Linked DNA regions of Mus musculus: all the other regions are linked to region 3. The links are chromatin contacts, called in public Micro-C and promoter capture Hi-C maps. All regions are on one chromosome and are shown on one strand. The core of a region is the stretch at or near the end of the contact, and the rest is flanking DNA. Distances in the headings are between cores, read along the strand shown. Region 1 holds the start of Fhl1 (four and a half LIM domains 1). Region 2 holds the start of Arhgef6 (Rac/Cdc42 guanine nucleotide exchange factor (GEF) 6). Region 3 holds the start of Htatsf1 (HIV TAT specific factor 1).

Region 1 (4,424 bases), core at 947-3,446, 320 kb before region 3:
CTGTACTTTCCTGTCAGATTCTAAAGATACTTGTGCCCTTCCCTTTGGCTAGTTGATTGTGAAATAATCACAATGGTCCCAGGAATCTCCTGCTGGGCAACGAGAAAGGTTGAAGGAAGAACCTGCTTGCCAAGGAGAGATTTCACACAGTATTGACTACTACAATCAGGACTTCCTTGTGGGACAGACTGGAGTCTAGTGGCGCGTCAGTTTCCAGATCATACCCAACTTGGCCAACACTGCTCAGCTACACATACTTCTGGCTCTCTATTCAATCCTAATCCTCATGTTACATGGATTTGGGAGTCACTAGACCTTCATTTGTTCTTCTCAATGTGGCTCCATAGAATAAATTGTCTTCCTTTCTCCACTTTTTACTATCACTTGGGACTTGAATTGGCAGAGCAGAAACAGGTGGTGGAGCCGACCTTGTTAGGCCTGCCAGAGCCCAGGCTTTGATCTGAGAATCTCCAGTAACTGGCTCTCTGTCCAGAGCCACCCAGAGCTTTTGCACTGAGTGCTCTTGGCTGTTTCTTTCTGGTTGAGCCCAGGGCTGGTATGCAGGGGAGCTGCTTGAAGTGGTGCTAATTGTTCCAGGCCTTCCCATGATGGCCTGGGGCGGATCAGTCTCCTTTCCTAAGAAATGTGTGGGGAGACTTTTTTTGCAAATCCAGAAATACCAGACCTCAGTGAGCCTAAGGGCTCAGAAAGAGAAAAGAGGCGTAGGCTCTGGGTAGCAAGATAGAGAAAGGAATTTTGCAAGTAGCTATTGGGTCGGGTAAAAGAGGCCATCACTTGAATTTTGAAGCTGGAGGGGGGGGGACGGGGGGACGAGCTAACAGCAGTGTTTAGACCTTTTGCTTGGTTTAAATACACAGCTGCTCCGCCTCATCTGCTTCCACATAAAGGGCTGATTCTCCCCTCTCCTAGCTGGCCTTCATGTTTTTAAATCAAGACTTTGGATTCCTTTAATGAACCTCTCTCCTGACTCACTAGACATTCTAAGTACTGACTATTCTCACCTTTCAAAGTTTTCCTCGACCCTACTCCTTCCTTCTGGTCCTTTTCGGGTCCTCTTTAAAAGGAAAAAAAAAAAAGCAGGTTTCTCTAGTTCACCTGCAATTCCTTCAACCCTCTTCTAACCAAGTCCTTCTACTTCCCTCCACTGACATGGTGGGATTCTCCTGGCTTCCTTGCCTCTGCTCCTTCTGTTTGGAAAGTTATCCCTTGGTTCTTTACACCCACTGCTTTTATACCATGCAAGGCTTAGATTAAATACTACCTTCTTTCTCGCATTATTTATACACCCTTTTATCCTGCAGTTTATCCCACTGTGTTTATTTTCTCACTTGCTCATAATCTGTCTTCTTCCACCAATAAAGCCGAGTGTGTGCACAACTGTGCTGTATCTACAGCATTTGGCACAGTACTGGGCACATGCTGAGGGCTCACTGAACTGAACTAGGGAAAGAACGACGGAGTCAGTCACTATGTGAAGCTCTGCTGTGAGAGCTTTAGGAATGATGGAAAGCCCTCTGAATAAAGGCTCTTTTCGTTCTGTCCAGCTTGTTATTAAGGGGAGAGGTCGTCGGTGGGTCTTTCAGTGTGGTGGGAACCAAGAGATCTGCAATCACTGGCTGTACTGGGCTGTGCAGGTCAGCGAGGCCCCTGGAGAGGCTAGAGGCCACCTTGGCTGTCTCTCTTTGTTGCTCCCACCTCCCGGGCTCTGGCCGTGGCTGCCTGCAGTGACTCGTGACTCCCCAGCAGCCAGCGAAGGCCTGAGCCCGCGAGGGAGGGGGGCGGTGGGCGCCCCTGGCCCGCCCTCCGCGTGCCCTTCGGACGCTTGCAGGGGGTGCTCCGGGAAGCCGCGCCACCGCGGGCTCGCGGCCACCTCTCGCGCGCACTGTGCGCGCCTAGCCAGCGGCTTGGCCTCTCCCGAGGCGGGGCCCACGCAGCCGCGCCCCCTTCCCGCGCTTGCCCGACTGGGCTCCCGCGCGCGAGCGCGATCTGCCCGCACCGCAGCCCCTCGCACCACGGGCAGAGCCCAGGCGGACGCGCGCTCCGCCCTACCCCTCCCCGCCCCGAGTGGGCTGCGCCCGCCCCCGCTCCCGCCCCCGCCCCCGCCCCCGCGCGTGCTCCCTCCTCCCTCCCTCCCACCCTCTTGCGCCCCTCCCCGTGCGCCCCTCCCGCGCCCTACATCCACCGCCCGGCCGAGGGGGCTCAGTCCTGTGCTGCCGCTGTCGCCGCTGCGCTTTGGTCTCGGAGCTGGCAGCGGCCGCCGGTGCCGCCTAGACAGCTGCGCGGGTGAGCATCCCCAGACAGTAAGCCCGCTTTCCCTCCGCGAGTGTGTGTGTGTGTGTGTGTGTGTGCGCGCGCGTGTGTGTGCGTGTGTGTGTGTGTGTGTGTGTGTGTGTGTGCGTGTGCGTGTGTGTGTGTGTGTGTGTGCGCACGCCTCCGGCGTCCCCGGGGAGCCGCAGCTCGTGCTCCGTGGCCGCTACTCCGGGGCTGCGCGGACCTGCTGGGCTTGGGTACCTGCGGCCTCCGGCCTCCGCTGCCTCGCCCACGTTGGGGGCTGAGGAACCTGGGGCTCCAAGGTCCCTTAGGGTGCGTGCCTAAGCCTCCTCCCCAGGGCTTTCGCTCCCCTGGGGGCCGGGATGCAGGGGGGCGGCTTTGGGTGTTTCCTCTGCAAGGATGGAGGGTGGGAGTAAAAAGAGGGGGCTTTTGGTTTTCTCACCCAGGATGGCGGGCAGTGGGGGTTGGGCGAGGTGGGAACACCTTTGGTTTTTGTTTTTGGTTTTTTTTTTTTCTTTTTCTTTTTAAAGGATAGCTAACAGCAGTTGAGAAGAGCAGGGGATGATGATGACGATGGGGGGGGGGCTTCATTGGTTTTTACATTAAGGATGGCGCCTGTTGGGCAGGGGAGGAAGGTGAAACCTGCCTTGGTTCTTGGAGATGTTGAGGGAACTGCTGTGCTCCCTTTGGGGATGCTGGGGAGGAGGCAGTGGGAGGACTGGAGTGCAAGGAGAATGGTGATGGAGGGAGAAGGCTGGTCGTGGTTCTGCTCTCTGAGGGGGAATGGCAGTGATATGGGGGATGGGGGTGGGAGAGGGGACTGGATTTCAGCTTCAGCATGGAGGCAAGTGGAAGGTTCTAGCACTTAGGTTGAGCCTTGGTTGAGCCTTGGCAAAGTGGGTTAGGTAGACTGCTGGGTGTGACCTTTCAATTTCAGAAAGCTTAAAATTCCCACTAGATGCAGTTCTGGGCTCCTGGGAAGAGGTTTCTGCTTCTCAAGTTCCCATTGCTTAGTCTTCCACAACTGGTAGAGGTTTGAATGAGAAAGGCCAAGGGAAACAGTGAATGTGCTGTGTATTTTCTGCATTTGGGCCTTTCAAGTTTCTTGGGTTCATTCTGATTACAACGACACCTCCCCCCCCCCCCCCGCCATACACACACACACACAAACACACACACACACACAACTAGGGTAGCACATTGGGAACAGGAGACAAGAAAGTGTATGAATGTGATTTCAGATTTGGTTTTGGGATTTCCTGAAGGGCAAGAGTTCTGTCGTAGAAATGCAGCAAGAGTGGAACACATGTCTTTGCTGGAAGTCCTCTGTTCTCTTCATTTAAATGATGCCATCGGGACTATCTGAGCCTCTTTTGATTTGAATTTGGACTAGATCCAGTTTTCCTAATTGGAGCTATCATTTTGTAATTGCTTGTAATTCTCCATGTTATCAAATGTATTGCGAGTTTAGAGAATACTGGGAATATTTTTGTTATCTTGATTAAGGCCGTTTAAATATAAATATAATGTTCCTTGGAAATGAGAATGTTTACAGAGTAGCACAAGTTTAAATTATGGGCCACGTGGAATTGGATAAGGAGTTCTCATCCTTGCCCATCCCCAGGAACAGGCTACTCCCCATTCCTCACATTTGAAAAGGATTGGGGTTGGTAATTTTGTCTTTGGAAATGCGTGCCCATATTTTCTTAAGAATATGCATTAAAAAGCAATGGGCCTTAAATGTGCTAGGAATATAATGCTTCCCTGTTTCCGTTACATAAGGTTCCAATCTAGTCTACCTTCACTCTTTTAAAACATTTATTTACCATTTTTAAGGGCAAATAGAATCTTTATGCAACAGGGAATTTGTTAGATAGGCCAAGGTTTGTACAATGCACTACAGAGTAAGTGCACATTTTACTACTACCGTATAGAATCTGTAACCATATATGGCTTCTGAAATTCTAGGCTTCCATTCCATGATTTAATCTTTTTGGAGAAGGAAAACATTTTTAAAGCAAGTCTAGATTGGGGGATGAAATTTTGAATGTGCAGATTGGTAAAATACCTCTTATATGAGTTCTTTGGAGATGATTTAATATATAGTAAATTAATGGATCACCTCAATAAGA
Region 2 (4,388 bases), core at 681-3,180, 290 kb after region 3:
TCATCAATCTCCACTGGAGATTCTCTAAAGGGTTCTCTACCTCTATTTACTCTGTGGCTACTGGCAGCGAAAATCAATCCTTACATTTGCGGACTTTTTAATTAAGAGAGCAGAAAATAATGGCAACATCAAAGGCAAGACAAGTAAGCTTACTTCCACTTGAAGAGTTGCACATCCTTTCAGGAAGTCATTGATGTTGTCGATGCAGTCGGCCTCAGTTTGGGGTTCCAGACAATACTAAGGAAAGAGTCAAATGTCACTTGGAGATTGCTAAGCCATGACAAACCATCATCATATTCTTTTGCTGATAACTAGACACAGTTGGCTTTGGAAGGCAGAGGGCAGCCCTGCTCTCCATCCAGGAAGAGAAGTAACCACTGAAGGAAGTGATGCAAATGCCTGAACGGTTGCTTTTTGTTTCAGAGGTCTCCAAGCCACTTCTACTTAAGGTTTTCTCATACCTTCTACTCGACTGTGGTGCTAGCAAATCGGAGAAACTAAGAGACACGGACACACGGACGGACACACACACACACATTGATGCAGTCGGCCTCAGTTTGAGGTGTGTGTGTGTGTGTGTGTGTGTGTGTGTTTGTGTGTCTGCGTATGTATATATAAATATATATCGTTTAGTCCTGCTTTTGCCTGAGGTTACTTTGATCACCTCCCTCTACTCCTCATGATAATTTGTTCATATTTCACTATGTCTAAGCATCACATTTTTTATTATGTCTCTCTGTATCTTATCAGTTTAATCACCATTTCTCACATTTGAAAAATTATAAGTAAATCTACTTGTTCCATAAACATAGAACTGATTCCAAAAGGCAAAAGACCCTTATTTAAGTTATGTGCACAATGACCTTAAGAAAAGAATCATAAGTACTCTATCTTTAATGACACAAAAGCACCTACTTTAGAAACTGTCCACTGTCATAACATGGGCTTCTAACCTCAAAACTCTTGAAGTTTTTTTAAAGCAAGGTTTAGTTTCACTTTGAATGCCCATTGCCTTCAATGCATAGAGTTGGTTTCTCTTTGGTTTTGGGGGAGTTTTAAGTAACATTGACACTTGTGAATAGACTTTTCTTCAATGAATCTTAAAACAAACAAACAAACAAGGAAGTCTCCATCATTTTTTTTAGGCAAACTTTCAAACACCAGAAAGATCTACAACAAAATTATTCCATTATCCCACAGACTCATGCTCAAAACATGTCTAAAGTGCACAGGGGAAGTTTAATGTGCATTTCCACAACCACAGCAAACTTGTACACAATAAGGTTGTCCTCCTATCCCTGATTGGCAGTCCTGTAGCCCAGCTTTAGTAAGGTAACATCAGGGGGTCAATTACTGAAGGATAATATTTCGTTTTCTGACTTTTTCAAAGTACAAGGACAGTAAATAAAAACGCCTAACTTTTAGAAAGATATTGAAGAAGGGGATTCCCATGACCCCGCAATAGAAAAATCTCAAGAATGATATTATTGCTGCTCTGTGGTGGAAAGTAATCCCAAAGACACAGCAAAATGACCTTACCTTCTCCACCGAGCCAGGCAGAAGTCTGTTTATGAGTTTGCACAACACTACCCCATTTTTCAGCGAGGACTTCAAGAACTCCTCTGGATCACAGACAGTCTTTTTGGGAGACTCTAGAACTCCCAAAGATATAAGCCATGTCACAAGGCGTTCTTCTGGATTCATGACTGAGGCTCTCGGACGCTCTGAACAGCTCTCGGGGCAGCTGTGAAGACTAAGCCACATCCGTGATTGCATCTGCTGCTGTCTTCCTTTTATGAGCGCTCTTCTGGTGCTTGCGGGGCAAAGGTTTAAGGCAACTTTTCTCTGACAACAGAGGAACGTGGGATTTCTAAACCACAGAGATCATACCTAAAGATATGGAAAGGAATGATAAGGAATGGACAAACTCCTGAGAGAACATCACTGGTTCTTTTTCGAAACTTGCAAAACAAACTCATTAGGTTTTTCTTTGGGGGGGTGGGGTGGGGGGAGGAACACGTACAACAGTGCAAGAAGCTGTAAGGAAAGGAAGTGAGGAGGATGCTGGGGAGGCAGAAAAGTCAGCAAGTGCTCGTGGAAACCGGAGTGAGCCAGCACTTTACAGAGCCTTGGAAATGAGACACGCATGGGGCAGACTGGGAAAACACTGTCAATACAGTCTAGTCTCAGTGAAAAATCTGGCTTCTGTCAGGAGGAGGATGCCAACTGGCTCTTAGGTCAGACAGATCTGAGCCTCGTGGGGAGCTGTGCTGGTAAAAGAGAGCTCAAACAAAGACTTAGGTGGACTGAAAAAATTCCTCCCAGAAATGGCCGGATGTCCTCAGACAATCTCACAGTGACAGTGTGTGTCACGATCATGCCTTCTTTACAAAACATGTGGAGCCGCATGGTGACAAACTTGCCAAGCAAAGGAAGATTGTCCCTGCTGTCAGCCATCGCTGCATTTAAGCAGAAGCTGGAAGAATGGCATTTTACGTTGTAGCCAAAAAAGCTATGTTTAGGGAAATAGGCTAAGGATAACATCTGACATCCTGTTTACTTGCATTCTTTAGCAATTCTTTTTCTGGACCTGGTTCCACTCCACAGTCCAGCTGCAGCACCCTTAGCAAAGGCTTAGACACAGTCACAGAAAATGAGGGAAATATGTTTGGAGACAGAGCACTTGAGAACAAAAGAGCACTTGTCTTCTCTGTCTACACTACAGACTGAAAGATTCACTTCTTGTCATCAACAAACACGATGCATTTAAAATAGTGATCTGCAAACCAGCCTCGCTCATGAATCCAGAGAGGTTTGTTATTGTCAAACACTTTTAGTACCAGGTAAAATAGTCATACTATAGAGAAATTTATGATAAGGCAGAGTTTAATTGTATAGCTCAATGTTGGCAAATGCAGGCCGTCAGCACCTCTCCACATGTATGTGAGGCATCCAGTTAATTATAGCTGTTTCCCGCTAAGTCTCACAATCCTGTTCTTGTTGTTCTCTGTCTCCCTGCTTTTTTTGATGGTGATAGTGATAGGGATAGTTTCTTGTAGCTGAGGCTGACTTTGAACTCCTGATTCTTCTGCCTCCTCCTCCCAGATGCGAGGATTAGAGGCATGCAAAATCAAATCCAGTTTACGGGGTGTTTGGGGTTGATCCTAGGATGTTGTACACACTAGACAGGCACTCTACCAACTGAGCTATAGCCCCAGGCCAATTGAATAATTTTAATATTTACAGGCTATTTCATTACAATCATGCACAGTCTAGATCAGTGGGTCTCAACCCCTTTGGATATTAGAGGACCTTTTTAGAAAGATCACATACCATATATTTCAGAAGTCATATGTTTGTATTATGATTCATAACAGTAGCAAAATTACACTAATGAAATAGTAACAAAATAATTTTATGGTGTATGTGGGATGGGGGTTCACTTCCCTAATCCAGGAGCTATCCCTAATTAATAACCACTCAGAAATGAAAACTTAATTTTCTCCAAGAGAATATCATGGACTATACAAACCACTCTTATTATAAGGACAGGCAGGCCCTGTTCCCAGCAGTAGCTAGGCAACTCAAAATGAACTCAATGGCAACTTTGGACGTTCTTTGTCTCATAATACTTTGTCAAGGTATGGTTTTGTTTTTACTTTATTCTTTTTTAAATCACATAGGTCCATAGGTCCTTTGTATTTATATTGTGGCTTCTGGCTCTGTGTTTTCCCGTGTGTGTGTGTGTGTGTGTGTGTGTGTGTGTGTATGTGTGTGTGTGTGTGTGTGTGTGTGTGTGTGTGTGTGTACAGGTGTCATTGCATCTATCTGTGTTGTTTGTGCTTTTTCTTTGGCTCTTTTTCTTCTGTTTGCTTGTTTTAATGCATTTTGACTTGTTTGTTTTTGTCTTATTTTATTATTACTAAGATGTCTGCATGTTTTCTAAGCAGACAGAAATGTTGTGGATCTGGATGGAAGGGGAGGGAGGGAGGTCCATGGGGGTGTTGGGGAGGGAAATACTGTAAATAGAATAGATTGTATAAAAAGCTATTGTCAATAAATGAAATTTTGAAAGAAAAAATGCGCCCTTTCACCTCCTTTTGTTTTTCCTTATCTCCACATCATAGGCAACTGCTCATCTGTTCTCAACCCATTTATGCTAGCCTGTATTTTCAAGGATCTTGCATAAAGGGAATATACAGCATGGTGCTATTACTGGTGGTCACAATCTGGACCCGGTTTTTCCAGATTCTTGGTTTCTCAATCAAAGAACCGAAATAAGGGCTCCCATATATTTTGAAAGTAGCAAGGAGACTTTAATCAAGGTGAAGCCACAGTCCGGATCAAAGTAAGCACACTATCAAGATTGATAGCAGCCACATGAGTGA
Region 3 (4,835 bases), core at 1,614-4,113:
TATCTAGTGCAAACTGCAATGCTACCTTGAGCCAGATTCTCTATAGGCTTCCAGGAAGCTTTTGGACAAAAGCAACTGGGTGACTTGCAACCTTGACAGAAGATTTTTTCCCAGCTGGGCATGGTGGCACACGCCTTTAATCCCAGCATTCAGGAGGCAGAGGCAGGTGGATTTCTGAGTTCGAGGCCAGCCTGGTCTACAGAGTGAGTTCCAGGACAGCCAGGGCTACACAGAGAAACCCTGTCTCAAAAAAACAAACCAAAAAAAAATATTTTTCCCCATTTCCTTGTGTGTGTGTGTGTGGTGGGGAGGTTAGGGTATCTCCAACATTAAGAGTGTGTGCTATGTGCAATAACAATCATGCAGCGCACTATCTCTTCTATTGTAAACATACTCCAGAATGAAATGGAAGCCTAATAACAAATTAGTGAAAAGATCTATATACAGTTTTTAGATCAAAGCAAGAACTACTTAGCAGTGTTTAAATGCATCTAACAAAATCCACAGCATATATACAAGTTCAGTTCTCCAATTCTTCTACTAAAAACAAGAACCTCGTAAAAATAAGTATATTTGGAAACAACTACTGCTTTAATAATATCACTAAGGTTGAAATCAGATTCAGAGGTCTGTGAGGAGCCAAAATATTCTAGAACCCACCTGGAACCACTGTATTTACAAACAAAGGTGACTGGAATCGGAGTAATTTCTGACAAGCTTTTCCCTATGGTCAAGTCTGGGTCATAGTACTGATGTTTACACATATAGTATTTATTGCTACTTTTTTTCTTTTTTTTTTAGTGTCTTTTTTATTATCAGGTATTTTCCTCATTTACATTTCCAATGATATCCCAAAAGTCCCCCATACCCTCCCCCCCACTCCCCTACCCACCCACTCCCACTTTTTACTTTTAATGATTAAAAATTTTACTTGAATAGTTAACATTATTGCAATGAGCCTTGTTGATGAATGTAATCCATCAAAAAAAAAGCTGTTTAGAATTGTCTACTTTTTGAGTGTAAAAAGATGCACTATGTTCATAGCAGCCTTATTTATAATAGCCAGAAGCTGGAAAGAACCCAGATGCCCCTCAACAGAGGAATGGATACAGAAAATGTGGTACATTTACACAATGGAGTACTACTCAGCTATTAAAAAGAATGAATTTATGAAATCCCTAGGCAAATGGATGGACCTGGAGGGCATCATCCTGAGTGAGGTAACCCAATCACAAAGGAACTCACACAATATGTACTCACTGATAAGTGGATATTAGCCCAGAAACTTAGGATACCCAAGATATAAGATACAATTTGCTAAACGCATGAAATTCAAGAAGAACAAAGACCAAAGTGTGGACACTTTGCCCCTTCTTAGAATTGGGAACAAAACACCCATGGAAGGAGTTACAGAGACAAAGTTTGGAGCTGTGATGAAAGGACGGACCATCTAGAGACTGCCATATCCGGGGATCCATCCCATAATCAGCTTCCAAACGCTGACACCATTGCATACACTAGCAAGATTTTGCTGAAAGGACCCTGATATAGCTGTCTCTTGTGAGACTTTGCCAGGGCCTAGCAAACACATAAGTGGATGCTCACAGTCAGCTATTGGATGGATCACAGGGCCCCCAATGGAGGAGCTAGAGAAAATACCCAAGGAGCTAAAGGGATCTGCAACCCTATAGGTGGAACAACAATATGAACTAACCAGTACCCTGGAGCTCTTGTCTCTAGCTGCATATGTATCAAAAGATGGCCTAGTCAGTCATCACTGGAAAGAGAGGCCATTTGGACTTACAAACTTTATATGCCCCAGTACAGGGGAATGCCAGGGCCAAAAAGTGGGAGTGGGTGGGTAGGGGAGTGGGGAGGGGTATGGGGGACTTTTGGGATAGCATTGGAAATGTAAATGAGGAAAATACCTAATAAAAATATTTAAAAAATGCTTAAAACAAAATAATTGCTGCTCTCCCGCATCTGGTGCTCCTGTCATATTGTTCGCCAACTATAACTGAACCGCCCTTGATTTGTGCATGTCTTAGCTGCTGCCTCAGAATCTCCCTCAAAGCCTGGCACTTAATAGGAGTTCAGTAAATACTTGTCTGTCCTAAAAATATGGACCCCTTCCCTTTTCTAGGTGCATGAAACATCTAAGGAAAAAGCTCAGCTTTTCTTGGAAGACTGTTGGCTGTCTTACTAAGACACAAGGAAATGAGGCCATAGGGTTATGTTTACACTCAAGCTTCAAATTCCAGTCTGGAACACCTCGGACACGTTGCAGTAAGCTGCAGGCAAAAGCTCCTCTCACCTACAGCAGCCAGAGGGTGGTACCAGATGCCTAAAAGGGGGGTGAGATTAGGAAGTGATGGGGCCTTCTGCCCACTGCTTGTTAACTCATGCTTCACTAGACCTCCAAACAGCATGTTATGTGTTTGGGTTACTAAGATGAACAAAACCCGCGTGTACACTAAGGACAAGCATTCGAAAAATAAGACAATCCTCGGCTCCAGTGCAGGGGCGGGGATTTGCGCGAAGGAGGCGCCAAGGTTTCGCGAAGCGGGAGAAACTTGTCCCACGGTCCCACCCACCTCCCCAAGATGGCGCCTGCCGCAAAGCCCATTCCGCGCCAGCTCTACTGGAAGAGTCCTTTTTCAGGCTATCGCTTCGGCCAAACTCGTCCGGAGCGCAGAGGAGCCCGAGGTTAACGAGGTGCCATGCATTTCGGCAGGCTGCGTCCCTAAAGGCCAGTTCCCAATAAGTACAGACACGCGGCGGCAGCCGGGCTCCGAGGCCCCGCCCCCTGGCCGCGCAAGCGTCGCGGACCTTTGACGTCCCGTGGGCGGGTCGGCGCGACCCGCTACGTTGCCACCCGCGCGGACAATGGCGACTGCATCAGCCTGAGGGGGACTTCGCTCTCAACTCGTTGCCTGACGTGGCGGGGAGGAAGCTGTGGCGCCTCCGGAACCGGCCGCAGCGGTGACAGCGCGCCTGCGCGCTTCCGCCTCGCCCTGGCCCCAGCAGCGGCGGCGGCGAGGCCCTGCGGAGCCCGCCAGGTGGGTGGCAGCGACAGCGCTGACCATTTGTTGGCGCAGGCGTGCACGAGGGGGGCGGGCGGGAGGGCGGAGTCTGGGCGGTGCCTCGCAGACTTCCCAGGGTCTGCTGGGGCGCTGCGGGAGGCGGCCCGGGAGTTGCAGTGCACAGTCCAAGCTCTGCAGACCTCTCTTTCTCTGCTCTTGTCCAGCGCCCTCTCGGCCTCTTCACTTCTCTGACCGCGGTGTCCGGGACTACGTGAGAACCATGAGTGGCAACAACTTGAGCGGGAACGATGAGTTTGATGAGCAATTGCGAATGCAAGAATTGTATGGAGGAGACCCCAAGGAAGGTGACACCCAGAATGAGCCCTCTGGAGAAGCCCATTCTTTGGGACAACCACCAGATGACACTCCTTACGAGTGGGACCTTGATAAGAAGGCTTGGTTCCCTAAGGTAAGAAAGAGTATCGGAGTCCCACTGCGGAGCGGGGCCATAGGGTTCACTGGCAGCCCTTGCGGGACATTCCTCTTCTGTTTGCTCCACTGAAGTACTAGGTCTCTGAACCGGTGGTTGGTGGCTAGTCTATTGGTTCAGTCTATTGCATTCCCGATGTATAAAGGAAAGTAAATCTTAGGGTGGTGCCTTAAGTGATTTTTTTGTGCCTTATTAATTTGTGTATGTATGTGAAGGTCACAATTCGTTTTTATCTTGATATTTTTACTGCACAGAGGAAGAACACCAAGGAAATCACATTAGTAAGACTTTTATCCTGTATAGCCAAACTTAATTTACGCTTCCTGTACATGTTTGTGTAGAATGCAGCTTGTTGATTTACAGGGTGGAAGAGGTGTCATTCACCTCTACTGAAGAAACTTTTCTTGATTCTTGTTTTATCTATTAAATTTTGTTCCAGGGCATCTGAGTTCGGACCCTATAACCACAGGAATATGACTAGGAATGCACAGGAAATGAATGAAAGAGATCTATACATTTGTACTTGGGAATTGCTAAGTGTTTAATTTCAACATGGAAATAGCACAAGTGGTGTTGAACCTGGTCTTGTAAACTGTATGGTAACTGTACTCTGTTAGTCTTAGCCTCATAGGAACTTTGGCATCAAAGGGAACTAACAGCGCGACAAGCGACCGGAGAGGCAATCACACAAAACTTTTTCCATTGTGCAGGGGGATTGATTGTTGGTTGAAAAATTTCAGCTATTTATTTGTGCATATTTTAAGCATCCCAAACTGTAAAAATTTACAATTGAACTTCTGGACTGGCAATGCCCACTTGACTGTACATGTGATTTCTTTAAAGAGCGCTTTTAGTAGTCTGACAAACAATTATTTGGTATCTGGGTACCCAAAAGTGGATTCGGTGATGAAATTACTAGTTGACTTTGGGTTTTACCATCTCGTTTATTCAATACTTTTTTTGTTTTATGTATTGGCCACTTTAGTCATATACACTGTAGAGAAGTAGTAATTTATAAACATGTAGGAACGGGTGATAGCATCACTTAAAACTATGCGTGTTGTTTTGGCAGTCTGTGCACCTTTGTCCTACTTTGATCACACTACATGGTGTCCATATAAGGAGACTGGTCTTGGGTTGTACTTGAATTAGTACAGCTGCTTGTGGTGTAAACACTTGTTTTAAGTTTTAGGTTATATTTCTGAATGTACAGCCTTATACCACAGTTTCCACAAGTAAATTAACCTTGTCTGCATGTGTTTTGACTTCTCTATTTAGATCACCGAAGATTTCATTGCTACGTATCAGGCTAACTACGGCTT

The links. Promoter capture Hi-C pulls out the DNA fragments that hold promoters and counts their contacts. Hi-C and Micro-C count contacts between places; a contact is called where the count stands out from the background.
Region 1: a Micro-C map of embryonic stem cells shows a contact between it and region 3, with 5 times the contacts expected there. The contact joins the promoter of Fhl1 here to the promoter of Htatsf1 in region 3. A contact is called at or near these places in 1 of 39 promoter capture datasets (hippocampal neurons) and 2 of 484 Hi-C or Micro-C datasets (both in embryonic stem cells).
Region 2: a contact with region 3 is called in a promoter capture Hi-C map of pre-B cells. The contact joins the promoter of Arhgef6 here to the promoter of Htatsf1 in region 3. A contact is called at or near these places in 7 of 39 promoter capture datasets (the 3T3-L1 cell line, the C10 cell line, liver and 2 more), 5 of 484 Hi-C or Micro-C datasets (CD4 T cells, CD8 T cells, embryonic fibroblasts and 2 more), 3 of 115 datasets of contacts at active chromatin or transcription factors (astrocytes, double positive thymocytes and memory CD8 T cells) and 2 of 9 other capture datasets (adipose tissue and liver).

What each region holds. Positions count from the first base shown.
Region 1 is chrX:56,729,565-56,733,988 of GRCm38.p6, forward strand. Fhl1 (four and a half LIM domains 1) reads left to right here and starts at 2,197. Exons shown (of 7, transcript NM_010211.3): 1 at 2,197-2,304.
Region 2 is chrX:57,336,799-57,341,186 of GRCm38.p6, forward strand. Arhgef6 (Rac/Cdc42 guanine nucleotide exchange factor (GEF) 6) reads right to left here and starts at 1,931. Exons shown (of 22, transcript NM_152801.2): 1 at 1,540-1,931; 2 at 154-237. The coding sequence starts at 1,776.
Region 3 is chrX:57,050,707-57,055,541 of GRCm38.p6, forward strand. Htatsf1 (HIV TAT specific factor 1) reads left to right here and starts at 2,864. Exons shown (of 10, transcript NM_028242.2): 1 at 2,864-3,059; 2 at 3,248-3,492; 3 at 4,792-4,835. The coding sequence starts at 3,304.